Regions from separate parts of the Zea mays genome. Here all the other regions are linked to region 2. Evidence: chromatin contacts called from public Hi-C data. All regions are on one chromosome and are shown on one strand. The core of a region is the stretch at or near the end of the contact, and the rest is flanking DNA. Distances in the headings are between cores, read along the strand shown. Region 1 holds the start of LOC103653810 (auxin response factor 8). Region 2 holds the start of LOC606427 (phosphoenolpyruvate carboxylase kinase 2). Region 3 holds the start of LOC100273079 (phosphatidylinositolglycan synthase family protein).

Evidence for each region. A called contact is a pair of places that touch in the nucleus more often than the background predicts.
Region 1: a Hi-C map of endosperm shows a contact between it and region 2, with 3 times the contacts expected there. The contact joins the promoter of LOC103653810 here to the promoter of LOC606427 in region 2. A contact is called at or near these places in 5 of 25 Hi-C or Micro-C datasets (bundle sheath, ear, endosperm and 2 more).
Region 3: a contact with region 2 is called in a Hi-C map of bundle sheath, with 3 times the contacts expected there. The contact joins the promoter of LOC100273079 here to the promoter of LOC606427 in region 2. A contact is called at or near these places in 2 of 25 Hi-C or Micro-C datasets (bundle sheath and endosperm).

What each region holds. Positions count from the first base shown.
Region 1 is chr4:148,949,847-148,954,588 of Zm-B73-REFERENCE-NAM-5.0, reverse strand. LOC103653810 (auxin response factor 8) reads right to left here and starts at 2,349. Exons shown (of 3, transcript XM_008680610.3): 1 at 962-2,349; 2 at 1-870. The coding sequence starts at 2,041. It overlaps LOC103653809, which reads left to right and starts at 3,048. Exons shown (of 2, transcript XM_020552639.1): 1 at 3,048-3,806; 2 at 4,664-4,742. The coding sequence starts at 3,226.
Region 2 is chr4:148,244,453-148,248,926 of Zm-B73-REFERENCE-NAM-5.0, reverse strand. It overlaps LOC606427 (phosphoenolpyruvate carboxylase kinase 2), which reads right to left and starts at 2,503. Exons shown (of 2, transcript NM_001112302.2): 1 at 1,636-2,503; 2 at 1,129-1,518. The coding sequence starts at 2,476. The coding sequence ends at 1,463.
Region 3 is chr4:147,320,027-147,324,585 of Zm-B73-REFERENCE-NAM-5.0, reverse strand. It overlaps LOC100273079 (phosphatidylinositolglycan synthase family protein), which reads left to right and starts at 1,413. Exons shown (of 2, transcript NM_001147528.1): 1 at 1,413-1,766; 2 at 2,734-4,078. The coding sequence starts at 2,860. The coding sequence ends at 3,768.

The DNA.
Region 1 (4,742 bases), core at 1,100-3,599, 710 kb before region 2:
CGCGAGGTCGAGGTTGCGGCCCACCGTGTCCGACTCCACGAACACCTTGCACTGCCCGGGCTCCAGCCCCAGCCCGAGCTCGCCGGAGGCCTGCTGCTGCTGGCTGCCGTCGCCCCCGAGCCACGGCGGCCGCTCCGACGACGCGGCCTTGGCCGGGCTGGTCTGGATGACGCCGGATCCCCCCGAGCCCTCCGAGGCGTTGGGCCCCTTCTCGGCGTTCCAGCACGTGGAGCTGTTGCCGGTCGCCGCTGGGGAGGTTGCGCCGCTGCGGCTCATCTGCTGCTCGGTTAGTATCGTGCGTCCGAAGAGCACTAGCCCCGCCGGCTTGGCGTCGGGCTTCTGCCTGTTGGCACCCGTCGACGGAGGAGCGCACGGGAAGTCGTCGTCGTCGTCGTCGCGCGCCGCCGCCGCCGCGCCTCCGATGGTCAGGTCCGTGCTGACTCTTGCCGGGATCGGGGTCGTCGGACCGACATGGTCGGGACGGCGGAGCCTGGGGTACAGCAGGCTCGGCTGCAAGTGGGTGAGGTGGAGTTCTGAGAAAGGTGGAACGAATTGCGCATGCCTGGCTCCCTGTATGGCTGCAGGAGCACTGCCGGCCGGGAACGGGAAGAAGGGTGGGTGGTGGTGCTGGTGGGAGTGGGAGTGAAGGAAATGGTGGTGGTGCTGGCCGTGCGGCAGTGGGTTGGGCGGGAACGCCGGGTTCAGGAGCTGCCCTTCGAAGGGGAACTCCGGGTACGCCGGGATCCGGGGCTTCTTGCGCGGAGGCGAGAAGGACGCGAGGTGGATGGCCGGCATGCTGGACACCAGCTCGACCAGCCATGGGCTCACCCGCTTCACGTTCTGCAGGAGGTCCGGCTCGTCCCAGGTCACCTGCAGCGCAATCGCCAATTCGACAAGTGAGCACCAAGCGCAGAGCTTTCCCCTTGTTGGTAGCCGAGAAGTAGCAGCTGCTGCTGCATACCTGAAGAAGGCGCCAAGGCGACTGCGGCCAGCGGATGGGATCGGTGACCTGGACGCCGGCGACGGTGCCCATGAACCAGCTAATCCTGGAGGAGTCCTCGGTCTCGAACGCCATCTTGAACCGCATCCCTGGGGACCACTGCACCCTCATCGCCACGCGGACCGCGGCGGCGCGAACGCAGAACTCGGGCGTGCTGGCGCGAGGGTAGTACACCACCTCAAACGACTGCCCGGCGGCCGCCAGCCTCGCCGCCTCGGCCACGTCCTCTGGTCGCACCTTGCCCCGTGCCTTGGCGGCCGCGCACGGGCTCACATTCCCTCGCATGAGGCCCGCGTAATGGTCCCACCCGGCCGCAGGGGAGTCGTCGCCTCCGCCTCCACCGGCGCCGCAGAACCCGCGCTTGGCACGCCGGATGCCGACGTGCAGGTCCCCGCTGTCGCCGCGGAGGAACACGATGGAGTCCCCTGCGACGAGCTTCTTCTGGTTGACGAACGTGCTCCACCCCGTGGTGAGCAGGTGCCGGCGCGGCGTGCCCCGGTAGATGTGGCGGAACTTCCAGGCGGCCCCGTGCACGTCCTTGGCGACGACGGTCTGCACGGGCGGGTCGGCGGCGTAGTCCAGCCGCGGGAAGATCGTCTCCGCGCAGTACCTCGGCACGGAGAACCCGCCGCCGTTGTTGGCGTCGGACTGTGTCAGCGTCTTGGCGAACGAGGCCGGCTTCTCCTGCTCGTCCGCCGCGGCCGCGTCGTCCTCGACGCCACCCGCGTCCGCGTCCGCGTCCCCGCCGCGCAGCGGGACGAGGCGGATCCTGGCGAAGACCTCATCGGTGTCTGGGTCAGCCATGTAGCGCACTGCCGTGACGCGGCAGGGGACCAGCGCCGGGACGCGCGCCGCGGAGAGGTCGGCCGCACCGGCGAGGCCGAGCGCGTGCTCCGCGTGCCCCTGCGGGAAGTAGTAGACGCTGGCGCCCACGGGCGGCACGGTGCACATGCCGCCCGCGCACGCCAGCCACAGCTGCCGGTCCACGCACCGTTCGGCGCCGGCCGCTGCCGGCTCCGTCAGGTCCGCGAACGTGATCATCGGGAACGCACCGAGGCGAGGGCCGGCCAGTAGAGTGAGAGCGGGAGGTGGAGGAGGAGGAGACGAAGGCGAGCGGGTCTGCCGGTGTCGTGTGTAACTGAGCTACGGTGGTGCTTGTTTTTCACGGTAACGAGCAGGAGTAAACCCCGTTGCGACTTATAAGTGCCCGTTCGGTGAGTGGGAGTGAGCGACAGGGCGCCAGGCCCCCAGGCTGATGTGCGGAGCCGGACAGTCGCGTAGGAAACAGCAACGAGTACCAGTACGCGTGGAGCGGCGTCACTGTGTGGAAGTTTGAGGCCCGTGAGTTTCGGTATGCGTCAGCGACTCAGCGTGGTCGAAACCCAGGAACACCGTTGTGGTTGTGGCCTGTGGGGTTTCTGGTCCGTGCAACTATGCAAATGTGAAACGAATTCTCAAATAAAATGTTGATATCCACTGAAAAAGAGAGAAAAAAATGTTGGACACTCAATCTCCATATGAAAAAAATGTTGGATGTCTCAATAAACATAGTAAATGATGAAAAAACTGAAGGGTTTTGCATGACCTAGGGCTTGAACATGCGAGCTAAGCCATCCACACGGTGCCATTTACACCCTAGCAAAGACCACCTGAGTCGACTACAGAGGACAATAAGTCTACTTGAGTCGAGTAGAGCAAAAACCCTTCATAATAAATTGAGCTCGAGTCGGGTGAATCAAAATCATATTCGCGATCGTACCTGTGAAATCTATCTAAATCTAACTATGATCACACCTACCAGTGTCATTCCAAACTCGTACCCGAGCCCGTCAAGTTTCGAGCCACCTACATTCTTTTATTTAGCATACACTTTTAAACAATAATTTAGTTGTAAGTAATTAAGTAATTATGTACGAACGATAATCCTACTACTAATTAAGAAAGCAGTGTGGACGCTCGGCGCGGTCATGCCCCCGCCTCGCCTCTCCCTCCCACTCCCCTCCAACATGTCACTGCCATAGTGGACCCGTCCTACGCTCCCCTCACATTGCTCGCCCCTACCCCAGCCATCGTCGCGCCGCCCCATTCTCCCCGTCCTCGGCACTTCGCTACACGCCCGCCCCAGTCCGACGCCCCCCGTGCTCGGCGACTCCCCCTTCGTCCTCTCGCTGAGGCTGCCTTCGTCCTGCCCCACACCCGCTGCGTCGCCCGAATCTGTGCTCGCGATGCCTTCACTTCTCCTCTGCGCCGTCGTTTCCTCTGCATCACCAGCCATGCCGCCGACTTGCCTAGGACGGAGCCCGCCCGACCAACCATTCCAGGCGCCACGCCGTCCCCTCTGCGTCGTCCACTCCGCGGTGTGGTCGGCTGTCTCGGAGCCCTCGCGTCCCCTAGCCCATGCACCCGCCTCGTATGCCCCAACTGCCCGAACGCCATGCCCCCGCCTCGTCGTCCCCTCCGCGCAGCCGCACAATCGTGGTGTGACCGACCGTGGAGGAGCCCTCGTGTCCCCTAGCCCAACCAGCCATGGGCCCCATCGTTTCCCCTTCCACGCAGCCAGGGCCCCCAAATTTGGCAATGCACCATTCCCCCCAACAAGCGCGCTCGATCTGGCAATTGCGTGCATTATCTCCGTCGCCGATTTGGAAAGCGCACGATCTACGACGCTGATTTGGAAAGTGCCTTGCCAAATGATTCCAACACAAATCCCCCAAATCGTGCACCCACCATCATTAAAAAGGTCGCAATTGCCAGACTGCTACAACCATCCTACAACGACGGAAATCCTTCGCTCACACTCCTCCAGGTGAGTCTACATTGTGTTTACCATTTCTCTTGTGTTGTAGCAGTTCATGTATTTCTCTGAGTCATACGTTTTCTCTTGTGTTGTAGCAGTTCGACTGTTTGTGGATTTGTCTACTTAATTGTCACAATTGTTTCCAGATGATTTTTGTGTATTTGCATAGATGATTTGGTTTACAAGCCGCCTGAAGTATGTATCTGTAGAATAGGTTTGGTTTGGATTATTGTGGTGTATGTGCATGCTTCTTATCAATCCTTCGAGGCTCAGATATGCTGATTTTAATGTGGAGAGTTAACTAATTTGCAACTTGTTTATTTTAGACTGGAATACTAACCAGCATATCTTCTAAAGGACATGAGCTATCAGCTAGAGACAAAGCATGTCACACAAAGTTCCTGCCGATACAATGTATTAGTTCATGTTCACTTGTGTCTATGTGCATCCCTATAATTATCTTCTTTTCAACATACATAACCATGATCTTTCCTGTTCGAACCTTCAGCGTCATGGAATGCATGAGTTCCTTTGATACAATGAATTATATCCTATTGCTAACTAAAACATTTTAGCTATGTTTATGTATTAGTTCATAGTGTGTTCAGTTATGATTTGCATTCTTATCTACCTACAAATAATATTGTGTTCTTTTATAATGCTGCATAAATGCTCTCAAAATTTATAGGGATAAATGGTTCAGTAAACACAAAAACCAATTCGCTGATAAGTAATCTCAACTTAAATCAGCTGAAGTGCCACAATAATAACTATGAAGCATGTATAGTGTAAGCATGATCATTCATTGTTTGGTATTTGGATGATTGGGTCCTAATGCTTTTCATATTTGTTGATTGTTGCTTCAGCTTGTACCAGAAGGTTATGTGTTTGTGCTGGGAGATAACCACAACAATAGCTTCAAGTACAAATAATCTGAAAAGATGG
Region 2 (4,474 bases), core at 1,254-3,753:
CTTATAATAGCGCCAAAGCGAACGGCGTGCCGGACGAGGGCGCCGTCCAAGGAACCAAGCCGCGCCACGTCTCCTTCTTTGACGGATCTCATCTGCCCGTTTCCGCTTGCGTTGCGTGCCCCGGCCCGACCCCGAGCCCCGCGGTGGCCCGCTCGGCGTCGGATTTTCCTTGCGACCCAAGCAATACGAGCTCGGGGGGAAAGCGACGGATTCGTTTGGATGAGGGCCGTGCCGTGCCCCACACCCACAGGCCACAGGCAGCGACGGGACAGCTGCAGCTGCTGGCAGAGAGCGAGGCCAGGGCCGCGGGGAATATCCGCGGAATATGCCAGCGCCCGCCGGGAGGGCTCCGTGTAGTCAGTCGGTCTTGTTCGTACGGCTGGACCGGACGGGACGAGTCCGCGCGCACGAAACGTGATACGCTGATAGGTCGCGCACGCTCGATCTCGTTGAAGCAAACAAAGAGAAAAAAAACATGGAGACCAGACCAGGGGGAAAAGGGAGGGGGTAGGCCAGGGGGACGGACACGGAAGGTGGGCCGTGTGGAGCCGGAACGAACAGCAAAAAGGGCTATGAAATTGCCTGCTTACTTATGAGATTTTTTCCATCAGTCAGTTGTGGGAGACCAAAATAAAAGAAGTTGGACACTTACTTAGTGGTCCTTGGAAAATCGACAGCGTCGGAAAAAAAAAACAGAGCCAGCACCCGAACGTACTTGGACACTCTACATAGAGCCTAACGGGTCACTAACCTGTAGGCCATCTTTACCTGTGAGGACTTTTACATTTTAAGTTTCGTTTTAGCTACAGTATATTGATAATGTTAGAGTAGTGTTCAGCATGTTCATCATTGATGAATAATATTACTCTATGCAGAGTAGATCTATGGTGCCGAAACAGCCGAGAGCACACAACTCATACCTGCAGTGCAGTGACTTTGCTGTCCCGCCTCTAGAACCTTTCCGATTGTACACCCTCAAGCGGTCAAGCCACGGCAGGATATTGCTCCAGCTCGAACATGGCCACATGGGGCGGGGGTGTTCCCTGACGAACTGAAATGGTTTTCCCACACACCTCGTAGCATCAGAAACGCATGAAACGTAAAAAGGAAAAAAAAAGATGTGAAGGGAGTACAAAGGCTTGGTTTTTTTTTATTTATGTATCCAACACCACACTCCATCTGTACAAAAGACGGTCAGTGTATGTACATCCAGCTAGGAAAACCAGCACATCGGAAAACGGGTGCTCTCTGCTCCGCTAGGTAAAGAGCGTCCCCAAAAACCCGGGGGCAAAGGAAAACCACAAGCCTATAAAGCTTCTTTTGCCGATCGATCTGCTCTGCAGCTGGCAGCAGCTACCGTACACTACTACGTACGTACGTACAAAAACCTCATACATAACGTCCGGGATTCCTTGCCGTGCCTGAGTGCTCTACGGCAATACACGTCCGTCTGGATTCCTCCTCAGGTTGGCCGCTCCATTGCCCGGGCTCCTCCGCCACTCACGATCCACGGGTGAGCTGCATTATTTTATTACCAACGGCAGATCTGTTAGATAAACTGCATCGACGAACAAGGGGAAATCAAATCAACGGAGCAGGAGAGAGGTTGTCGGGGGAACGAACGAAAAAACTCACCGAGGACTTGCTCGGCGGTGAACCTCCTCCACTCGTCGCGGCAGATCATGCGCCGCATCAGGTCCTTGGCGGCGGGCGACACCCCGCCGAAGAGCCTGGGCGGGAAGCGCGCGCTGCCGCGCAGCACGGCCGCCAGCACCTCCGCGGCGCTGTCGCCGCCGAAGGGGAGCGCGCCGCCGGAGAGCAGCGCGTACATCACCACGCCGGCGCTCCACACGTCCGCCTTGGCGCCGTACTCGCCGCCGGCCACCACCTCGGGCGCCACGTAGTGGGGCGTCCCCACAAGGCCCTCGGCGCGCCCGAGCCCACCGGCGCCCACCCACGCCGCCGACCCGAAGTCCGCCAGGCGCGCGCGCGGCGCCGCCTCGGCCTCGTCCTCCTCGTCGTCGTCGCTCCCGGCGGCGGCGTCGATGAGGATGTTCTCGGGCTTCACGTCGCGGTGGGCGACGCCGCGGCGGTGGCAGAGCGCGAGCGCCTGCGCGACCTGCGCGACGATGGCGGCGGCCACGGGCTCCGGCACGGGCGCGCCGCGGCGGCGGCCCACCCACTCCAGCAGGTCCGGGCCCGGGCACAGGTCCATGACCACGTGCGTCCACGCCTCGTCCTCGTACGCCGCGTGCACCTGCACCACGCCCGGGTTGCCCGCGCCGGCGAGCTGTGCCAGCTTCGGCTCCAGCTGCGCGAGCTCGCGGTCCAGGTCGTCGCCCAGCCGCGACCGGTCCACGGACTTGACGGCGTAGGCCTCCCCGGTGGCGCGGGACGTGCAGCGGTGGACCACCCCGAAGCGGCCGCGCCCGATCTCCTCGCCGATCTCGTAGTCCCTCTTCAGCTCCGCGCTCATGCTTCAGTAATTTCTCTCTGGTCTTTTGGGTTACCTCGTTCGGAGGAGGGGCCGGGTGGCCTATTTAAAGACATGAGTGGGAGCTACGGCCAGGCGGAATATTCGGATCCGCGCCTGACCGGGACCGCGAGCGAACAGTGTTTTTTTCTCTCATTTCCTCAAATGCCCTCGTACGTCGTGGTTTGTCTCTCGATCCTACTACTAGTATTTGGCATGGCTCCAAACAGGTCCGGTTAGCACTAATCAGACCGAGGTGTAAACGGAAATCTTACGCGCAAACGTGTATGCTAGCCATCTGGGCTATATATGATTTCTTTTATAATAAAATGTACGATCTAATGGAAAAGTTCAAGTAGACGTCGGATTAAAACTAGCTGTTCAGACGGCTGCAGTGCAATCTATATAGACAAAACACGCGATAAACAAATCAACAAACGAGGGACTCGATTGCCAAACGCCTGCTGTCGCAATCAGCAGTTGATTTGATTATGTGGCTGCTTCCACTAATAGAGAGGGTGTCGAGCACAGTTTGCTCCAAAACCGAGGAATTTGTTGAGGCACAAGTGCACAAAAAAAAGCAAAAAAGCAGTGTTTCTCTGATGCGTTGGCAAACCACTAGCTACCACCCACCAAATTATGCAGCCCATAAGTTCGGATAAGGCAAAATAATTGGACCTCCCAAATAAATATAATGGTGCCGTCCAATTCAAAAAAGCAAACATCATTGTGCTGCGTGAAAAAATCCATTCACGTCCCATCAAAAAGCTCGTCCATCTCTAAACGATGTCTCCTAAATTTCATCTTCTAAACAAACACTTCTCATCTTTTATAGTGCATTCTAAAAGATTACAACTCTCTATATTATCGCCGTCTCAAGCAACTTCTTCTAAATTTCGTTCTCTCCGTCTCATTGTCTACAACATACCAACTATATCACCAAAGTATATACCTTTGCTGAACAGCTGCTATGGAATTTCCTACTTCCCCAATTCAATCTTCCAAACGACCAAACATATCTAGATAGGTTGCGCAGCTTTGTGATTTCCTCGGATAAGCATATCCTACCTATGGCTATGGGTGGACTGGAGGAGCCCAGGCGGGAGGAGCTGTTATAGATGCAAGAGCTGGAAAGAACCTGCTAAAGACATTGTTGTCTGCTAACGAAAGCAAACTTGTTTATCGTCCGGTTGGTGTCTTGTTCTGTAGCCCCCCCTTCTCAATCAGGGCGCGGGTGCATGATGGGCGCGCATGGATGGCCACCTCAACGCAGACGGCTTTAAATTACGTGGGCCCCGGCACTACGCCACTTCCCCACCACTCGGCGATAAGCAGCCTGCTGCCGCACCAGGCAGGGACCCGCCAACAGTTTAACGCCTTCTCGACAACGTTTCGGCCGCGGCCGTGGCTGGGGGCTTTTCCGGGAGGCAAAAGTACGGCCGGCCGCGCCCACCAATCGCGGGCCCGCGCTTCGCTGTTCCGCGATGCTGTACGGCCAATCACGCGGGGGCAGCGCGCCAGCCGCGCGCGGACACAGAAATGACCAGCGCAGCGCCTTTCCACGTTAGAAATCAGACGGTGACGTGACGGAAGGGAACAGGGAGCCGGGTCGTATGATAAGTGGACGTGGCTATACGACACGGTCCGGAATCCGGATCCGGCTATCGCGCCGTGACCGGTTTTTTAGTTTAGGGGCGTAACGGATATTGATTATATCATATTTGTTTTTTATATTTTCTTTTTTTATTTAGATCGGATATAGATATTATTTAGTTATGTTGGATATGATTATAGTTGATATCGACATCTTAAATATCATACTTTAAATATAAGGATATGAATCGGATACCGATCAATTACTTACTCGAATACAGATCGGATTTAAGCCTTTTTGGAGCGTTTGGTTACCAATTAGTTTTGAGAATGAGATAAACTTTATGTACTATTCAATCAAACATTTTGATTTTTCTACATTGGGTAATGTTACATTGGGTAATGTCT
Region 3 (4,559 bases), core at 164-2,663, 920 kb after region 2:
ATTGATTGAGCAACTCATAGCAAGGAGAACTATCTTCCGTTCTCCGATTTAATTCTAATGCTAACCCCGGCCTTAGTGCGTGTTCAAAGTTTATAATTTTCAGGTTTCGCCTATTCACCCCCCTCTAGGCGACTTTCACTTATTTTTACTATGTTTTTCAATCGCACTTTGATTACTCGTTAAGTTGATGACTATGTAGATGTCTCCGACATCATGATGTAATAAATTAATATCCTTTATGTTATTATTTGAGCACTGTGTAATGGTGTTCATTTATGTAATCGTTGTGTACGTGAGTTCTGATCCTGGCACGTACATTGTTCGCATTCGGGCTACCTTCTAAAACCATGTGTGACAATGACACAAGAATTATACAAGTTTAGGCCACCAAAATGTGTAAAACCCTACGTCCTTTATGTTGTGGAGATGGTATTGCTCTGAGATCGAGGTTACAATGGTGCACAACTATGGTATGCAATAAGTATTGGGTGAGGTTATCTAATAAATTGTAGGTGTCCCTAACCCTCTTTATATAGGATGACGTGTTTAGGGTTATAAGTCAGTTTCCTCCCTTATTTACTAGTTTCACGACCTTGAAGGTTTGTTTCTGAGTCACCGGGAGTCCTTGCGCCTTCCTTATCTGAAAAAACTGTCGCACTATCTTGATCCCCAAGCCATTGCGTCGTCTTTGAGCCTGAGTTGGGTCGATCAACCCATGTAATTAGTCGCGCGACCTACTTAGTCCTTTCAACGGCCCATGTACAGAATCCACGCTATGAGAACCTAGATATCTATCCCACAAATCATGCCTTGTTTCATGATATCGCATTATTTTCATCTTGCTTATTATAGAAGACCCATTTGATTCCAATAATATTGCTCTTGAGTCTTTTCACGAACATACATACTTGATTTTTTTAAAAATTGTTGAGCTTCTTTTGTATGCGTGGGCGGATATATGTAGTTCTCTCTACAAAGTGCTTTTTGGGTCAAAGGATACTTTTTCAGAATCTTGTGTTTTCCTGTATTTTTAACTAATTTCTATGAAATTTCTATATTATTTCTATAAAATTCATGTATTACAAAGGAGCACTAAAAATTAATGGTGTGTTTGGTTTGTGAAGTTACATTTTATATTTCATGGGTGATGTATCATGAGTTTATCCTATAAATTTTGATATAATTAAATTCTTTCTGATGTATATTTTAGTTATTAGCGAATAAGATGGTGACAGATAACTATTCCACAAATCAAATAGAAAAAAAGGTAAGAAGTGAGAATACCCCTGATTTTTGCGAAGGGCGATGGCCCTATGTAGAAACTAAAGAGCAGTTCTCTGTAGCGAGTGCCGTCCCGATCCAAACCCCAACGCTAATAGGGTATTCGGGTGAGCCGGCAGCGGCGTCGGCTCGGCTCCGGCTGGGGGGTGCGGCGGCAGCGGCGTCGGCCTTCGCGGGAGACGCGGCGGCGGCCGGGCGAGCTTCGGGCTTCGGGCGTGGCCTCACGCCCGCGCCTTGGCGGCCTCGCCACGGCAGCAACGCGTCAGGGCGTCGGCCTTTGCGGGAGACGCGGGCACGCGGCGGGCGGGCTTCGGCCGTGGGCCTCGCGCCCGCGCTTAGGTGGCCTCGCTGCGGTAGCAACGCGGGCATCAGCTTTCGCGGAAGAGGCGGCAGCGGCCGGCCGGGCTTCGGCGGAGGGCATCGCGCCCGCGCCAGGCGTCGGCATTCGCGAGCTTCGGTACAGGCTGTCTCTTCTAGAATGCTAGGTAAAAACAACGATCTTTTGGACTTTATGTTCCTGAAACCAGTTCGAGCTTCTGCTCTTAGTTTCCAGTTCGAAATCTCAATCAGATTTTCTGCAGACTGATGTCTTCATAGGCGTTCCTTCCATGCTGTTACATTTGTTCTAATCCCCTTTCTTGGAAAAAGGATAGAATTACATGTTTACCTTGATCTGTGGCAGTGGCATTGAGGGAACTTACTCAAGAGTAAATTAAATCCATCCAATTTTGATTGTTGATTGTTAGTTTTTATATAATTGATTATAGTTGCATTGCATTCCATAGGAGGCAAGGATAGGATGGTGAAGTAGTTTATTGATAAAGATGTGCCAAAGAATAGTTCTGAAACTAAAGAGAGCTGGGTTGAGCAAAAAGGACTACATATTGAGCTTAATATGGATTACCTTTTGGTTAACAAATCTTCTTTATTTGTTGTTTTTCTACCCACGCGGTTGTTTAAAATGTTTCTTGAGAATTTTGAATTGATATTGTTTTTTTGTGATCCTTGTTACATCAGTTACATTTGTTTTACTGTTAGCAAGGTTTGTAGCCTCCAACTATTTAGCCCTCCACTTGATCCATTTCTGTGTCTGTCACCGGTGGTGATCCACCTGGAGTTGAACAAAGGAATTGTCAATTTGTTAGATGGTAAAGAACCCCTAGCTTTGGTTAGATGGTTTGATTGATGACATTTAATTTGCGCTAGTCCTTCCTTTGCTGTGAATGAGTCATCAAATAAAATGTAATGTTGCAGCAGTTTAATTTCTTTTAAAACAAACAAAGGAATGGTTAGTAGTCAACTGAAACCCAATGCCTCAATTTACTGGATGTACTTTACCCATTCCTGATGATACGAGACTGTTTCTGAGTATGGTGCCTTTGATACTTCATACATGACTGAAATTTCCTCGTCTATTAAAAAATTGGAGTGAATAAGTGTGCATTTTTTTAGGAGTGGAGAATTGATGCCGGAGAAATGCAAGTTTGAGGACAGAAGACCTCTTCAGGACTAGCAGTTCTTGACATCTACACGGTTCAACACCTGTTTCTTCTGGGGAAGAAAGCACAGCAATTCATTATGAAGAGCAGCGACGGAAACCAAATCAAGTTACAACCAATGTGGAGAAAAGTTGCCTATGGGGGAAGGCAGTCAGGATATGATGATAACTACACTGACGAGTCCTTCCTTGAGGAGATGGTTATGAATGCCAATGTCGTCAAGAGGGACCTTCTGAAAGTGATGATCGACTCTGTATCCATATCACAGTATCTTTGCATCGTCGCTCTTGTGGTTTCTACATGGACCCTAACGCTGAACTTGGACATTGATGAATCTACTCTCCTCAAACTAGATGTTGGTCTTCTCCTTGTTGGGTTCTGGGTCCTCTTGCTCACAACTTGTCCGTTCTCGCTGAAGCTTCTGACAAAGTATGTCCTCAATATATCATTCTTCATAAGCGGTCTTTATGTTCTCGCACCAATTTATCATACCCTCACCAGGTCCATCAGTTCAGATTCAATATGGGCCCTTGCTGTATCTCTTCTGCTGGTTCATCTATTTTTACACGATTACTCTGGTTCAACCATAAGGCCTCCAGGCGCATTGAACAACCCAAAATTAACTAGCAACATCTCCTTGAATGCATCGATAGTAGCCTCTGTCCTTGTGGCTTCGCGGCTGCCATCAAGGCTGCACGTCTTCGCAATCATGTTGTTCTCCTTGCAAGTCTTCCTCTTTGCACCCCTCATTACTTTCTGTGTGAAGAAATACCATTTTAGGCTTCATCTGCTATTCTCCTTCACGCTAATGGCTGTGGCCCTGAGTGTCACATACCAGTTGCATCGAATGTTCTTCACTGTTCTATTGGCGCTACTTGTTTTTGTCTCAATCGTTTGCCCTTACTGGCTTATAAGGATTCAGGAATACAAGTTTGAGATCAATGGCCCCTGGGATGAAGCAAAACTCTGCTTTGATATAACTGAATAGCAGTGCTAAGTTTTCTTTAGGAATGATTTGCATTGAAGATTGGTTTGGTTGTATATACTGGCATATAGGCTCGCTGCGAGCCTTCATGGCATAGGTGTTTTCATGTGAATGTATATGCTATTTAATGGATTTATTGTGTTACCGAGACTAATTCTTGGCATGCTTTGACATGCCTAATGATCACTAATTCTGGTGTCACTGGCAGTTTGGGATGTTAAAAAGCTACTTTGTAAGGAAGATCTACATTCTGTCTTTTGCTGACTGACATATTTGTGAGGTGAAAAGCTATTGCATATGTGGGATTTGTTTTCCTTGTTTGTATATGTGAACATGGTGATCTTAATGACGAACTACCGACAACTAATGAACAGTAAATAACTGTCTTATGGCATTTGTTTTTTGTCGAAGAAATTGTTGCTGAATCCAATGTGGCACGAAGGTGTGAATGGAGTTCAGCTCAATCTGCAGCACACTGAAACATGCATTTGGGAGTTGCGATGCTAAGTGTTGATCAAACAGAGGTAGAAAGACACGACGGAGGGTCAAATGGGGTGGCCCAGAGGAACCCCCGTTTCGAGAGGAAGAAAGATCCCAAAACACGAGTGCTGGTCCAAATTTACTTAGTTATTTGGTCACAAAAGGCGCTATGTAAGTTTTTCTAGATCAAAGCTGAGTATCTCCAAAAGTTCCTTAAAAATTCAAGTCAATGAAATAAATATAGAGTTGGATTTTTTTATTTCTACAATAGGTTTCAATAGTTAGTTTTCTATAAAACTTGAGAGAGAAAAAAG